Linked DNA regions of Sus scrofa: all the other regions are linked to region 1. Evidence: chromatin contacts called from public HiChIP or PLAC-seq data. All regions are on one chromosome and are shown on one strand. Each heading gives the region's core, a stretch centred on a gene start, on an enhancer-like site or on the middle of the called end of the contact. The rest is flanking DNA. Distances are from core to core; before and after follow the strand shown. Region 1 holds the start of MEF2D (myocyte-specific enhancer factor 2D). Region 2 holds the start of ARHGEF2 (Rho/Rac guanine nucleotide exchange factor 2). Region 3 holds the start of UBQLN4 (ubiquilin-4). Region 4 holds the start of LMNA (lamin A/C).

What was found. HiChIP or PLAC-seq counts read pairs in DNA pulled down with a chosen protein or histone mark.
Region 2: an H3K27ac HiChIP or PLAC-seq map of skeletal muscle shows a contact between it and region 1. The contact joins the promoter of ARHGEF2 here to the promoter of MEF2D in region 1. A contact is called at or near these places in 2 of 2 datasets of contacts at active chromatin or transcription factors (alveolar macrophages and skeletal muscle).
Region 3: a contact with region 1 is called in an H3K27ac HiChIP or PLAC-seq map of alveolar macrophages. The contact joins the promoter of UBQLN4 here to the promoter of MEF2D in region 1. A contact is called at or near these places in 1 of 5 promoter capture datasets (liver) and 1 of 2 datasets of contacts at active chromatin or transcription factors (alveolar macrophages).
Region 4: a contact with region 1 is called in an H3K27ac HiChIP or PLAC-seq map of alveolar macrophages. The contact joins the promoter of LMNA here to the promoter of MEF2D in region 1. A contact is called at or near these places in 2 of 5 promoter capture datasets (fetal liver and liver), 6 of 47 Hi-C or Micro-C datasets (heart right ventricle, liver, skeletal muscle and 1 more) and 2 of 2 datasets of contacts at active chromatin or transcription factors (alveolar macrophages and skeletal muscle).

The regions. Positions count from the first base shown.
Region 1 is chr4:93,579,629-93,583,128 of Sscrofa11.1, reverse strand. It overlaps MEF2D (myocyte-specific enhancer factor 2D), which reads right to left and starts at 1,566. Exons shown (of 12, transcript XM_021089672.1): 1 at 1,213-1,566.
Region 2 is chr4:94,047,634-94,051,133 of Sscrofa11.1, reverse strand. ARHGEF2 (Rho/Rac guanine nucleotide exchange factor 2) reads right to left here and starts at 1,938. Exons shown (of 23, transcript NM_001128463.1): 1 at 1,892-1,938; 2 at 1,711-1,804.
Region 3 is chr4:93,974,561-93,978,060 of Sscrofa11.1, reverse strand. It overlaps UBQLN4 (ubiquilin-4), which reads right to left and starts at 1,675. Exons shown (of 11, transcript XM_003125701.5): 1 at 1,474-1,675. The coding sequence starts at 1,581. LAMTOR2 (late endosomal/lysosomal adaptor, MAPK and MTOR activator 2) reads left to right here and starts at 2,500. Exons shown (of 4, transcript NM_001243627.1): 1 at 2,500-2,775; 2 at 3,082-3,244. The coding sequence starts at 2,708.
Region 4 is chr4:93,924,674-93,928,173 of Sscrofa11.1, reverse strand. It overlaps LMNA (lamin A/C), which reads left to right and starts at 1,890. Exons shown (of 13, transcript NM_001111257.2): 1 at 1,890-1,992.

The sequences.
Region 1 (3,500 bases), core at 317-2,816:
GGGGCAAGGGAGGGCCACCCCCCAAAACCAAAGAAACCAGGCCTAGGAGGAGACCTCAAAGGGGCCTAGGCACTGAGAAGAGGGACAGAGGCTCCACCTAATGTACCCTCCCCCAACCCATCAACAATGGGCTGCTTAAGAGGAGGCAGGGAGAACCTCCTACTCAAAGGACAAACCTGGGATAACCTAGTCAGTGGCTCCAAGGGGGCCCACACTCAGGAGCCCTCCTTTCATTGGGGAGAGACCTCAGGAGGCCACTGAGAGATCAGCTAGAATCACTAGGGGAAGGGAGACCCCGTAAGAACAAACCTGACAGAAAAGGGGTTGGCAGGAGGGTAAGAGACTACATGCATCTTAGTCTCCTCGGCCCACCCTCCGAAAAGCCCCTCACTCCCTGGACCCCCACTCCCAACCCAGTTCGGACTGGAGAACTCTTGCCCAGATGTTTAACAGCTGCAAACTTCTGGCCGGGGGTTCTCCAGCTGGGGCCACAGACAAACCAGAGCAGGGGTCTCGGAGGCAGGCTAGGAGGTCCCAAGAAAGGGTCCTGCGTGCCCACCTCCGTGCTAACTCTGAGTGCCAACTCCACAGGCACAGGGCAAACCCGGGCCCGGGACACACACACACTCACACACCCCAACCCACCACCCCGGTGTCATCTGAACAACATCCCCCCTCCCTCCCCCGCTTCCCAAACAGCTGCGGCTCCCCCCGCCCCCACCCTCCCGCCGCCCTCTCAGGCCCCCTTCTGCACCATTTCGGGCCAAGGAGGAGGGAACAGGCGGCTCGAGGAGGGAGAGGGAGGGAGGGCCGGCTGTTAAAATGTCAGTCGCTCCCGGCTGTCACCGGAGACCCCCTCTGAGGATGGCGCCCCTTCCCAGACCGCTCGGAGGCCGCCTTAACCCCCGGACACCAACAGACCGGCGCGCCCCCAAGCCACCCGTCCCCACCCCGACCCCAACACCCAAGGGAATTACAGCCCACTCCACTTGTCCCCCACAGCCGACTCCCTCACCCAAACAGTCCCCCATGTAATCTTCCACCAACGCCACAAGAAAACACAGCCCGCTCCGCGAGTTCCTCCCAAACCCAAGAGGCCACCCCATCCCACCTCTCAGGGGGACGGTCTAGACCACCCTCCACCCCAACCCCAGGATGGGGTGGGGGAGGGGGCCTCTTAAAGCGGCAGGAGCATTATTTTTCTCTACTCACCGGCCCCGCTGGGGGAAGGGGGATGTCACGGCTGGGAGGGGGTAGCCCTCGCCCCTAGTCCTGGGGCTCTTCAGCACCTGGAAGCCGCAGCTCCGGGCGGGGGGAATAATAAATGAGGCCGGCGTCCGCGCGGGCCCTGGGCTGCGCCGGGGGGCCTGGGCCCCCGTCGTGGGCGCGAGGGCGGGCAGGCGGGCGGCCGGCAGGCGAGGGACTGGGGCCGAGCGCCCGAGCCGCCTCGGCTGTTGTTGATATTTTGCTTCCTTCCTCCTTTCGAGCTCCAAAGGTAACTCCTCCAGCCCCCGGGAGTCGAGGCCGACGTAGGCACAGCTCAGCCTAGCTTGAGGGGTGGGGGGAACGGGGGTGATGGACAGGCGGGGGGGCCAATGGGAGGAACCCGTGGGGGCGGAGGGGCGGGGCCGGAGCAGGGGCGGTCCCGGGGACGCGGCCCCGCCCCTCGCTTCCCTCGGGCCGGCCGGGCCGGGCCGGGTCGGCCCCCACCCCAGCGCCCTCCCAAGCTAGGCTGCGGCGCTGGGAGAGGCAGATCCCTCCGCCAGCCAGGAGGGAGGGAGGGAGGAAGCGAGGAAGCGACCGAGCGAGGCAAAGTAGGGAGGCGAGACCCAGAGGCCTCTAAGGGGATCGGCCCGCGCCCGTGGTGCCCCTTTCGAGCTGTCCGGACGGCCGCCTAGTACTGCTGCCACCATGCGCTCGAAGAGGTCCTTTCCGGGGAGGTTCCGCCGACTGGGCACATACTTCCCGCCCCCGCCCCCAAACACACTCACACACACTCGCGCACACACACTTACACACACGCTACCTCGACAGCTCCCCCCCAACCCCCAAGCCCCTAGAGAGTTGGGAGGTGGGAATCTAAGTAGATAAATTAAGGGTAGACACTAAGTGTTGAAAAGATTTTATCTCCTTCACTTAGTGTGAGCCGAAGCCTCACTTAAAGGGACCCGTTCTTTTCTGGGGGGTTACCTGGAGAGCTCGTTTGCTCCCTCTACCTGTGAGAGGCCCCCTCCCCTCCCAGGGCCCGGCTGGGCAGACGCCCAGCAATTTAAAGCGACAGCTCATAGTTCGTGGGTGACCTAATCCCCAGTGCCTGAGGCTCCAGAGCACTTACAGCCGAGGGGGGCAATTTAAAGGGGCGTGACCCTAATTTCCCCCAGCACAGGAAACGCCCAAAAGCATCTCATTAAAGAAACAGTAGTAGATGTTTAAAAAAATTTGTAATTCCTGGTTGCTCCAGGGTGTGGCGAATCTTCTGCCCTACCACAGGAGTGTGGGTGCCATGCCTACTGGACAAGCGACCTGTCAGACTTCCTCTCCAGCATCCCTGTTGCCCCAATGTCTGCTTTCTACCTGAAGCTTGAGGAAATGATGGAATTTGGCTTGGATCTTAAAGACCCTCGCAGAACAGAAGGGCACTCAGTTCACACACCTCGATTTCTACCTGGCTGGGTCTGATTTACTGGATCAAGGCTTAATGATCCAGGTTGAGTGCTGAAGAGGCTAATATATAAAGAGGTAGCATGTTTTGGAGTAGTCAAGCTACTTTAGTTCACATCCTTATTCCGCCATTTTTTAACCGGGAACACAGGCCCATTACTTAATTTCCCTGTACCTCATGATCCTCATAGGTAAAATAGCAGCGATGATAATAGTACCTAACTCATAAACTGGTGTGAAGATTAAATTGCTACGTACAAGTAGATCACTTTGAACAGTACCTCATGCTGCATTATAATAATTCAAGGGCTGGACTGTCAAGACCCCTTTAGGCCCATTATCCCATAAAAGCCTCAAAGGAGACAAGTTCAGTGGAATTGCTTTGCAAATAGGTTTGGAAGTTTATCTCATTAAGTCCTAAGACAGGAATCCAGCAGGCTCCTATTTTCTTGGTCTTGGTTTCCAACCCTTCTACATGGCTCCTCCTTCAGGAAACCTGATTTAAATAAGTGTCTGACTTTGTCCCCAAACATAGATTCTCGGTTCCCCATTAGATCTGGGAGATGGGGCCCAGCACCAGAAGATGTCAGTCTTTCCTACCAGGCAGGGCCCACTTGCCCAAAGGATCTCAGGGTAGGCAAGAGGAGCCCATATGTCCTGTCCCCAAGGACTATAAGAAGAATAGAGCCTTGTGCCAGGCCTGGGGCTGTGGCAATAGCAGGATGGGAAAGGGCCCCCCCCTCCCTTAAGTGGGGAACCTCCCCTCACTTGTGGCCTCTATTTTTAGTGCTTCCCCAGGCTCTAGCTGGAGAAACCGTTTAGTCATCAGGGTGTTTATT
Region 2 (3,500 bases), core at 689-3,188, 470 kb before region 1:
CAGCTCCACTTCTTACTAACTATGGGGTCTTGTTAGCCTCTAAGTTATCTTGTCTACAAAATGGAGATTAAATACTTATCCTTTGCCAGAGCGTTATAAGAATTAAATGAGAGGACCTCTGGAAAAGGGTTCTGTCAACTCTATAATGCTAGTCAAATAAGAACGAATAAGGCACTTCCTTCTCTCACTGCTTGACTGAACTCTTTGGCCCCACCCCTGCTGTTTATCAGCTTAAGGCCCTATTCTGAGCTGGGAGGAGGGGGAAGAAAAGATTTAGGGCTGCAAGCACTCATATTCCTGAGGAAGCAAGATGGACCAGGCGATGATGGGATGGGAAACAGGAAGATGGGACCAGAGGGCTGTGAGGAAAGGCAAGTGAGACAATGTCCTGATTCTGAGCTCTTTTCTGCCGCCTGCTTGAGCTCCACCAGTCTCTGGCCACTTTCTCCTTCATCTATTCACTGAACTCCTAGGTCAAGGGAGGGCAAATGCAGACCAGGCGAGATCTAGAGAGCCCCCTGCCAGCGCTGACTTCCCCTACCATTCCCGTTGCAGGAAAGGAGGGTGATTTCTGCCCTCAAACTTTCCTACCCTGAACAGAGTGCCTGCAGGGAGGGGGACTCAGATCCCAGGTCTCCGTGTTGGCTTTGTTCTCTAGAGAGCTCTGCTCCAGTCAGAGAGAGGAAGCCTCACTGCCCACCTACCCTGCTCTCAGACTGCCTGGTCTTGTGCCTCCACTCCCCATCTGTGGCCTGTGGTGAGAAGGTACTAAGAACCGCGTTTCATTTCTGCCTTCCCTGCTCACCCAGAGGAAAGAGAATTCTAGCTAAAAGGCTGGCCAAGACGAGCCCTGGCACTGTGGGTGGGGCTGGGAGGAGCCCAGGTAACCTTACTGGGTGAGACTCTGTGGTGCTTCCAGCTAAATCTGATGCTGTCTTGTCTGGGGTTTCTTTCAGTGCTCAGAAGCCGCCCAAGTGGGAAAGTACATGCACACAGGGGGAAGCCAGAGAGGAAAAGGGGGGTGGCTCATTCTGCCAGTAGATGAAGAAAGTGGAAATGCATTCAAGTGGCAGGCAGAGCTCCCAATTTCACAGAGCCTGGGGGTTGGGAATAAGGAGGAGAGCAATGTGCCTTCACCGTCCTGGGGTCAGAACTGCACATGTACGGTGTGTGTGCGCACTTCCATAATCATACACTTTCCTGGCTTCCACTCTGCCTATGGTCTAATTTCAACTCCTTCAGCTGCTGTATCCACCCATAAAATTATGAGTGTAAAAGCACTTTGCAAACCCTAATGCCCTCTGAAGAAGTAAAAAGTATTGCTGTGATTATTATCATTATTTTGTCCGATGGTTAAGATTTCTGCTGCCCACCTCTTAGCTATGTGGGGCCTAAAGAGAGGGAGGGCTGGGCAACTCCTCAGCTTCCGAGGTTCCTGGCCCTTCTCCTCTTCCAGCTGTCTACAGCTGGCTGAGAAGCTGGAGGCATGGGGAAAGCAGAGCAAAGGTAGTTTACTGGGATACAGGGAGGGAGAGAGGGACACATAACATTTCCCTTCAAACTTGAACCATTGCCCTGAGTCTTTGCCACCAGGAGAAGCTGGGGAAGAGAGCAGATGGTAGGTGGAGAGGAAGAATCAGGGAGGGCAGTGGGTCCCGAGCCTTCTTCTCCCTCCCTGGGTACTCCCCCCCCACCGCCCTGCACTCCTACCTTGGCCTTTCCGGTCATGCCCAAGATGAAGCTGAGGGTCCGTCGCAGGGAGGAGCCTGCCCAGGTACCTGAGCCCCCTTCCAGCTGGCTACAGCTGCAGAGAGAAAAAGAAGAGGTGAGGAGAGAGAAAGAGAGCTGGGAAAGAACAAGATACTCCCAGAGAGATGGTGGATGAAGGTACCATGGCCAGGAGAGAAGGAAGATACAGGGCAGAGACTGAGAGAAGGGTGAGGAAGAGCGAGGAAGGACTGGAGAGGAAGATGTCCCCACCCCCTCACCTCCTGGGATTTCCTGGATGCAGTCACTGCAGTTTCCCAGGCCCCTCTATTTATGAGGAAAACTCTGTCTCCTCCCAGATAAATACAGACACCACCCCCCTTCCTACCTAATCCAGGCCCAATCTCCTCTTTCATGCTGCTCCCCAACGGAAATGATATGGGGTGAGGGGAGGGAATCTCCAGGGAGGACTTTTTCCCTGCACAAAACAAGAGCTCTGTGTACGACCCTCTGCTATTTGGAAAGGGCCTCTGGGCCTAACGCCAATAAGGACTGAATTTCCTGGGATTTCATCAGCCCCATCCCATGAGCTAATCCCAAACCCAGAGCCAGGAGGATGTGTCAGCTAGAGATTTTCAAGACCACAAATCAAAACTTGATATCTTAAAGGGGCCATTACTAGCTCACACACCCACACTGTCTTAGAAGGCTGACCCACTCTAATCAGGCTTCGGCCGAAGGAGCCAAATAAACAGGTGCTGATTTTGCGTACTTATTTACATAGATGTTGAAATCTCCCAGCTCCCACCTCGAGTCCTGAGCTATGTGCATCAGCCCCTGCCCTCTCCTCTCGGAGCGCTATAGCCCTTGCCCAGCTCTTCTGAGGGCCACTCCCCATTGGTCTATTACCTCAGCCATCCAAAGCTGATCCAGGATCCTTGATCACTGTCTCTCCCTGATTGCACAGCAGCCAATCTGCCTGCTCACCTTTCTGACACTGAGAACAGCAAACAACCTCCCGCTCATTTATTTACCAGACACCCTGGGATCCAGATATTCCTTTTCTTTCCCTAATGTCTTCCTCATCCCATGGAGCTGCCAGGAACCTCCTTAGTTTTCCCTGGCCAATGAGAAGCGGAATGTTAGGCAGCCCAGAGAGAAGGCTATTTGGAGGTTTTTGATTAGAAACATTAAGGGGAACAATGTTTCAGGAAGCAGAGACCCTTGGAGCTATAGAACCCATTGCCCAGTCCCACTGCCCCTCCCCCATCTAGGCCTCTGAAGGGCTCCGAGTCCCCCAAACTCACCTTTGGCTGAGCTCAGCAGCAGAGGACTGGGACAAATTTCCTGCCAACACAAAAGGAGACCATGAAGTGTCCAGCTAAAGCCAGACAAAGGCGCCCAGAGCTGCCTCCCCCACCCCCTCCACCTGGATCAGGTTCCCAAGCTGCAGGTGCCTGTGACGCCATTCCTGAGGGCGGGCACTGGGGAGTAGGGAAGGAGGGCGGTGTCTCAGCAGAGCAGAGCTGAAGAACTTCGGAGCCACAGTAACAGAGCACTGGGATTGTGTGGAGACAGGGCAGGAAGACCAATGTCTCAGTTCTGTTTCTGGTGAAGGTGGAGGGCAGAGGATTGCCTTGGAGTTCCCAAAGCCTCATCTTACTGTCAAGGTACATTGCAGGTAACTGTCCTCCATCTCTAGTGACAGGAGATGCTAGAAAGCCTCTCCCTCTCCTATGGCCTTCATTAAAAGGAGAGCCTCAGAATACCAAAGTCCTGAATTCAGATCTCTC
Region 3 (3,500 bases), core at 426-2,925, 390 kb before region 1:
GAAGGGAACTCCAAGAAAGACTTCACTTCTATCTGCCACTCCATCTTCAGTCCCTCCACCCAGTTCCCCGTGAGGGTACTGCCTAGGCAGTTCTCACCATCCCAACTCCTTCAACAGCCTTGGGCCCAGGCCCTGTCTCCCTTCAGCCTTCTCTTCTCAGACCCCAAGTCTTTTTCCTCTCTTTATTTCCAGTGTTCTTGTGACAATGATGATAAACAGATCCCACTTATTTATTTAGGTATTTACATATTTATTGGCCACATTCACAGCATGCAGAAGTTCCTGGACCAGGGTTCGAACCCAAGCCACACAGTGACCTGAGCCAAAGCAGTGACAACGCCAGACCCTTAACCAGCTGACCCTTAACCAGTTACCAGGTAACACGTTATTTATAAAAGCACTAACCATTCAGAGTCTAAATCCCATGAGATACATGTTAACAATTATCTCCATTTTAAAGACAAGAAAACTGAGAATCAAAGCAGTTAGGAAACTTGCCCCGGGCAGACTGGAACTTAGGCCTCGATACCGAAGCCCAAGCTCTGAACCAAAAACATGGATCCTCTCAACTAGAGCTGATACCAAATTCAGCTTTGCAGCGAAAATGATTTCAATTCTGGAATGGAGTCATTTTATAAGGTTGGGGGAAGGGCAATAATGGCACTAAAAGCTGGCTTGGAAAGAGTTAAGACTCTACATCTATCCGCAACCCCCCTACCAACCCAAACTTACACTCTAAGTAAAAACAGTGCACTTGCTAAGCAAAGGCAGCTTCCAGATCCCTCCTTCCCAACCAGAAAGCCTATCTTAGCCCCGCCTCTGTGAAATTCTGGAGCCGCCACAGGCGGGTGGTGAACACAGCAATATTCCCTCATTCAGTCATTCACCACATTTTTCTTGAGCACCTACTGCACCTTGTGTAAATCCCAGAGGGGCTGAGAACCAAACGCAACTACCTTGATTTGAAAGAGTAGCAAAGATCCCGGCAGAGGGAAATCCTCCCCCCGCACCGGCCGGGCGTCAGAATGCTGGGCGTTCTCTGAGACGCACAGTAGAAGCCTGGAGCTTTCCTCGCCTGCGCCCCGCGCCCACTATCCGGCCTCCGCACCTTGCCCGGCTCCCACCCTGCCTCAGCGCCTCGAACCCCCGCTAGTAAGCGGCGCAAACACTCCTCTCCAACACAGGGTCCTTCCCCCTTGCCTGTGCAAGGTGTCCTCTTCCAACTCCACCACGCCCCCAGACCAGGCCACAAGGCAAACCCCGGCCTCCCTTCCCAAACACGCGCCACGCTACCCCGGATCGACCTCGCAGGACGCCCCCTACCCGCCGCCTCTTCCCTCCCGCTTCCCCGAGTGCCTGCTGGGCCCCCGCCCTCCTCTCCCCGGCCCTCCCATACGCCCGACGGTCTCAGAGACACCCCCCTCTTCACAGACCACTCCTCCGCACCCCCCCAATCCCCACCACCCGTACTACCTCCTTGACCGAGGCTCGATCGCAGATCACAATTTCCTCCTTGTCCTTAGGGGTCTTGACGGTGACCCGAATCGGGGGCCTCGTCTCGGCCCCGCTCGGCTCCGCCATGCCGCCGCCGCCGCCGCCACCCGGCCGCCCGCCAGCCCGCCCCGGCTCCTCCTCCTCCCCGCCCGCCCGGCGGTGCTCGGCTCCGGCGCCTCCAACACTCCCCTCTCCCCTCCCCTCCCCAAGGCTTCACCGCCCCCTCCGGACCAGCCGCAGCCACAGCGCCCCGGGCGGACCGGGGGGGCCACTGCAGCGGGGTCCGCCCAGGGCCGAGCCCGGGGTCTGCAGCCTGGGCAGGGCCTTGCTGGGCGGCGGCCCCCAAAGGGGCTGCTCCGGACAGGGGCGGGAAGCAAACTCTCCGGGAGAGACCACCGCCCGTGGTAGCCGGTCCGAGTCGCGCTGAGGTGCCAACCCCCCGCCCCCGGGCCCAAAGCTACCCGCCCCCTCCGCGACTAACTCTTTCTCCGGGACAAAGGACTTTCTGTGTCGCCGCTTTATCTCCGTTCCCTATGATAACTGGTCTTTCTTGGAAAGCCCAAATCCTTTCCAGGCCTGAGGCTTCTCCCGACTTGGAGGCTGAATTTTCCACTTCTGGATATCTACCTAAAACCTCTTCTGTAGGATTGACTTAATTCCCCTGAGGGTAGCGGCCTCCAAGAAGTCTATTCAGTACAGTTCCAGAGACCTGGATTTTTGCCTGCATGGCCTTTCTGAGCCTATTTCCTCAATAGCATCTATCTCCTCATCTCACAGAATTATGCATAATGTAGAAAATTGCTTTGAGAAGTAACCCAAGGTATGCCTGACAAGTATAGGAATTTTGTTTTCTTTTAATTACTGAATCGTGGATTGTCAAGCAGATATGACTCCTCTGCCCGAGAGGGTTAAATGTCCTTCCAGTACTGCCACTATCCTTTTACTCCCGCTCTTTTCCCCCATAACCGCGTGGTCTCACTGGAAAGGCGAACTGTAGTTCCCAGGGTGCCTCGCGAAGCTTCGAGGAACTACAATTCCCAGCGCCCCCCGCGGTGAGGCGGGGTTGAGTCAGAACCGCACAGTCAGGCCAGGAAACTACAACTCCCAGGAGTTCTGGAGCCGGGCAGCTGGACTACGGGAAGCGGCAGGCGGAGGCCAGTTATAGGAAACTCCGGGATCAGGTTGTGAAAGCCCAGGGTTAGGAGCCACAGGCATGCTGCGTCCCAAGGCTTTGACCCAGGTGCTAAGCCAAGCTAACACTGGAGGTGTCCAGAGCACCCTGTGAGTGCGGACCGAGAGGCCGAGCGGCGAGCACTGGAGTGGGGCTGCGCGCGGCTCTCCGAGGGAGGGGTGGGGAAGGCTCTCTGGGAAGGGAGGAGGTGGCAGAGGGGGCAGCCTTTGGGTGAACCGGCGAGAGGGCCACTCTTGAAAGAGAAACTGACGTGCTGGGTGTTTGGGGCATGTTCTAGGACACACTCAACCCAGACCCTTGCTTTCTAGGAGCGCCGGTGGGCGAGTTGGGATGGAAAGTCAGGTATTTTACTCCCCATCCTGAGCACGTTGATATCCGTTCTGATGCTTTTCCAGGCTGCTGAATAACGAGGGATCTCTGTTGGCCTACTCTGGTTACGGGGATACGGACGCCCGAGTCACTGCAGCCATCGCCAGTAACATCTGGGCGGCCTACGACCGGAACGGGAACCAAGCATTTAACGAAGACAATCTCAAATTCATCCTCATGGACTGCATGGTATGGAGAGGGGAGCCATTTCCTCTGTCCCTAAGGGGACCCCCAAGGGGCACCCTGGACCCCATCCTGGATGGTTGGGGCCCAGGGACAGGATTTCTGGAAGATTACTAAGAGTTGGTCTGCAGCAGCATTTATAATAGGCAGGACCCTATGTATCAAGTGGTGATGAGGAAGGAGTATTGGACCCGAGGTCTGGCTGGGTTCTAGTCTCAGCCAGCCACTTGCCATTTGTGGAACCTTGGGTAAGTCACAAGCT
Region 4 (3,500 bases), core at 641-3,140, 340 kb before region 1:
CCATGACGGGAACTCCTCTACCCACTCTTATCTCTCCCTTCATCCCCATTTGCCCTCTGTGATCAACTCTCTCTCATGCATCCTCCACTAAAGTACCTGAGTGAAGCCCCCCCTCTGAGCCAGACCAGTCCCCTGCCTCTACCCTCCCCCGCCCCCCGCACCCCCTGGGAGTTGAGCCTGACTGTGGCTTCTGGTACATCGCTGTGCTCACTGAACCCCAGACCTCACCTCTCTGCCCCCACCCCGAAGCCTTAGTTCAGCTGTGCCGAGCTCCAGGCAGGGAGAGGAGAGGGCATGCGGGATGTTTTGAGGACGTCCCATCCATCCTCCCCGCCAAGGCCAGGAAGCTCCGCTTCAGGAAGCCAGCCCCATTTTCACCTCCTTTGGGGATGGGATTGAGGGAATCATGGCCAAGAGGAAACAGATGCCCTCTTGGCCCCTCCCTGGGCAGCCTGAGAGCACACCAGCCTCAGGCCACTCGTGCATCCTGTCCCTCCCAGCCAGGTCCCTGCTGCCCTACCGCTGCTCCAGTGGCTCCCCCATTACCTGCCACTCAGGGGTCAAGGGCCAAAGTGAAGTGGGCTCTCAGGGAGCCCTGTAAGCTTTGGATTTACTAGACAAAGAGGGCAATTGGGGTGTTACTCTGGGGCTAGCCTGTGGGCTGGCATAGGGATAGTGGGACAGGGGAATCTGGGGAGCTGGATCAAGGCAGGTCTAGAAAGGAGGGGGTTGGCTTGCATGATGTCCTTAGACTCCTCCCAGCTCTGAAGTTCTGGCTTCTAAGCAATGACTGATGAAGCACTGGCCCAAGGCAGTCCCTTCCATCCCATGGAGTCTCCCTCCAGGAGCTCCTGACCTTGGCCAAGGCCCTGCCCATCCACCTGCCACACGTGGCCGCCACTAATCCAGAAGTGCCCTTTGATCTGTTCCCCCATCAGGAAATCTCCTGCAGATTAACCACCATCCTCCCCGGGGAGAATTTGCTTTCCCAGTTGACCTCCCTGGGGTGAGTGCCAAGGGCTAGCCTTGGAAGGGGACCCTGAGGAACTTAGGGGCTGCAGGGGCTGGGAACCCAGGTTGGTTTTATGGTGAGGCTAAGCAAGGTGAAGCTCAGGGATCCACAGTGGCACAGGCCTTCCCAAGACCCTTAGAGGAGCCTGACCAGGTTTCCACGTGTTCACTTATCTGTGTGAAATCTGTAAAAGATATTCTCATATTTTTAAGATAGAGCCTCCCCACAAAAATTGGATGGACACTTAGGAAGACCAACTGTCCGGTTTTGCCAGGAACTGTTCGGGTTTGAGCACTGCAAGGCCCTTGTCCTAGGAAACTCCTCAGTGCTCTGCAAACAGGACAGGTGGCCACTAGTTTCAGGCCCCACATTGGGTAACGTTTGCTCAGCACCTGGACTGGGGGTGGGGGGGGAAACAGGGATCCTTTTCTGCCTCACTTCCTGGAAGCCTCTCGGCGCCTAGGGCTTGGGGACCCTTTTCGCCGGCCCCAGTTCTGGAGTTGTGGCGCTTCTGTTTGTTTCCTTGGCAACAGGGAGAGGAAACCCCCATTTAGGAGACCCGGGAGGCCCCGGCAACCACACACACACAGACACACACAGACTCACAGGCAGCCGCCCACACGCAGGCGCCTGCGTCAGAACCAGCCGTCAGCACTGCCCGCCTCCGGGCGGCGGGGGCGGGGGGGCGGGAGAGGAACCACCCCGCCGGAGTCCGGAGTCGCCCTACCAGCCCGAACCGATCTGCCCTGGAGGGAACAAGCCCCGTCCCCTTGGCTCCGCCCACGTCTCCGGGGCCCCGCCCCTTCCTACGTCTACCTCCCCTCCCCCACCCTCACCAGGTGGGGCGGGGCCAAAGCTGGGAGATAGGGAGCAGAGAGGACGAAGTCACTGCGGAATTCCTCTTTGGCTCTTGTCTGGTGTGTACCGTGGCAGTATTTTGGTGTGTATTGTGACGGTTCCAGGAAGCCTGAGGCTCACAGGTGGGGCGGCTCTCTGGGCCCATTTGAGTGGGGGATGGGGTTTGGAATGTCGGGCAGGGACTCCTGGGCAGACTCTCGGATTTTGCTGTTGGATGGAGCTCCTTTGGGGTCTGGACTGAAGGGAGGTGGGATGTAGTTAACCTGGAGGCAAATCCCTGGAGTTTGGGACCTGCTTCTGTCTCTTGTTGTGTGGCCTGGAGCATATCAGTTAACCTGGCCCAAGTCTCAATCTCCGTATCTGTATAATGGGCATCATGGTGTTTGCTTTGTGCATCTCAGAGAGGTTTGAGAGGGTTAAGGTAGTAATCTGGATTGTGAAAAGATGACACCTGGGAGACCTGCCCAGCCAAATGTGAAGTGTAAAGGGTTGGTTCTGTGCTCATTATCTAGCGGCCCTGTCTGGCCTGGCTGGAGCACCCAGGGAAGATAGCCAGCCCTACACTGACCCCTGCAACCCCTGCCTCATCATGGTAGCGATAATGCCCATCCCTTGAGGTCGATTAGCCCCTTCCAGTATGTCCAGAGTGATGTCCTGTCTCCTACAGTAGTGTGAAATAGGGTCCGAGTACTATTTGGGGGTTTCTGGCTGTGTTTGGGCAAATCTTAGCTTCTCCAGCCTGAGAAGCCCACTTTGTAAAGAGAGGGGTTTAATTCTCAGAGCCCTGGGGGCCTCTTAGGGGAGGGGCAAAGGATCACCAGGCAGGGGTCCCTAAACTTCCCTGCTAGAGAGACTCTGCCTCTGTCATTTAGTATATTGGGCTTTTGGGGTGAAATTTCATTCAAATGAGGGGTTCACTGGCTTTACAAAAGGCCATCAAACACGCTCCTTCTGAGGGCCTTCCCAGCTAAACTAAGCCAAGCTAATTGTTCTAAGCCTGCATCATTCCATCTAGCTGGGTCCGGATGGGAAGAAGGCAGTTACTCAGCTGGACTATCTTAGGTCAATTAGTCAACTTCTCGGAGTTTGGGTTTTTGGTATATAAAATGCAGATAATAATACCTTCCTCATAAGGCTGAAGTCAAGATGAAGTGGGATCAGCCCCACATGGCCCCTAGCCCAGTGCCTGGTATGTGGCAGCTACTTAAAGAACAGCCAGGTCCTTCCATACCACCTGTGCAGGAGTGACTCAGCAGTTCAACAGGTGTTTAGTACTTGACCCTGTGATCAAAGAATGAATAAGACAGGGACCCTCCCTCCAAGCACTCTAGGGAGTTCCTGTTGTGGCTCAGGGGAAACAAACCTGACTAGTATCCATAGGGATGCAAGTTTGATCCCTGGCTTCGCTCAGTGGGTTAAGGTAATCCATCGCTGCTGTGAGCTGTGGTGCAGGTTGCAGACGTGGCTCAGATCTGGCATGGCTGTGGCTGTGGTGTAGGCCAGCAGCTACAGCTCCAATAGGACCCCTAGCCTGGGAACCTCCATATGCTGTGGCTGTTGCCCTAAAAAGACAAAAAAAAAAAAAAAAAAAACCAACCCAGAAACATTATAAAGGGATTCCCAAACCATA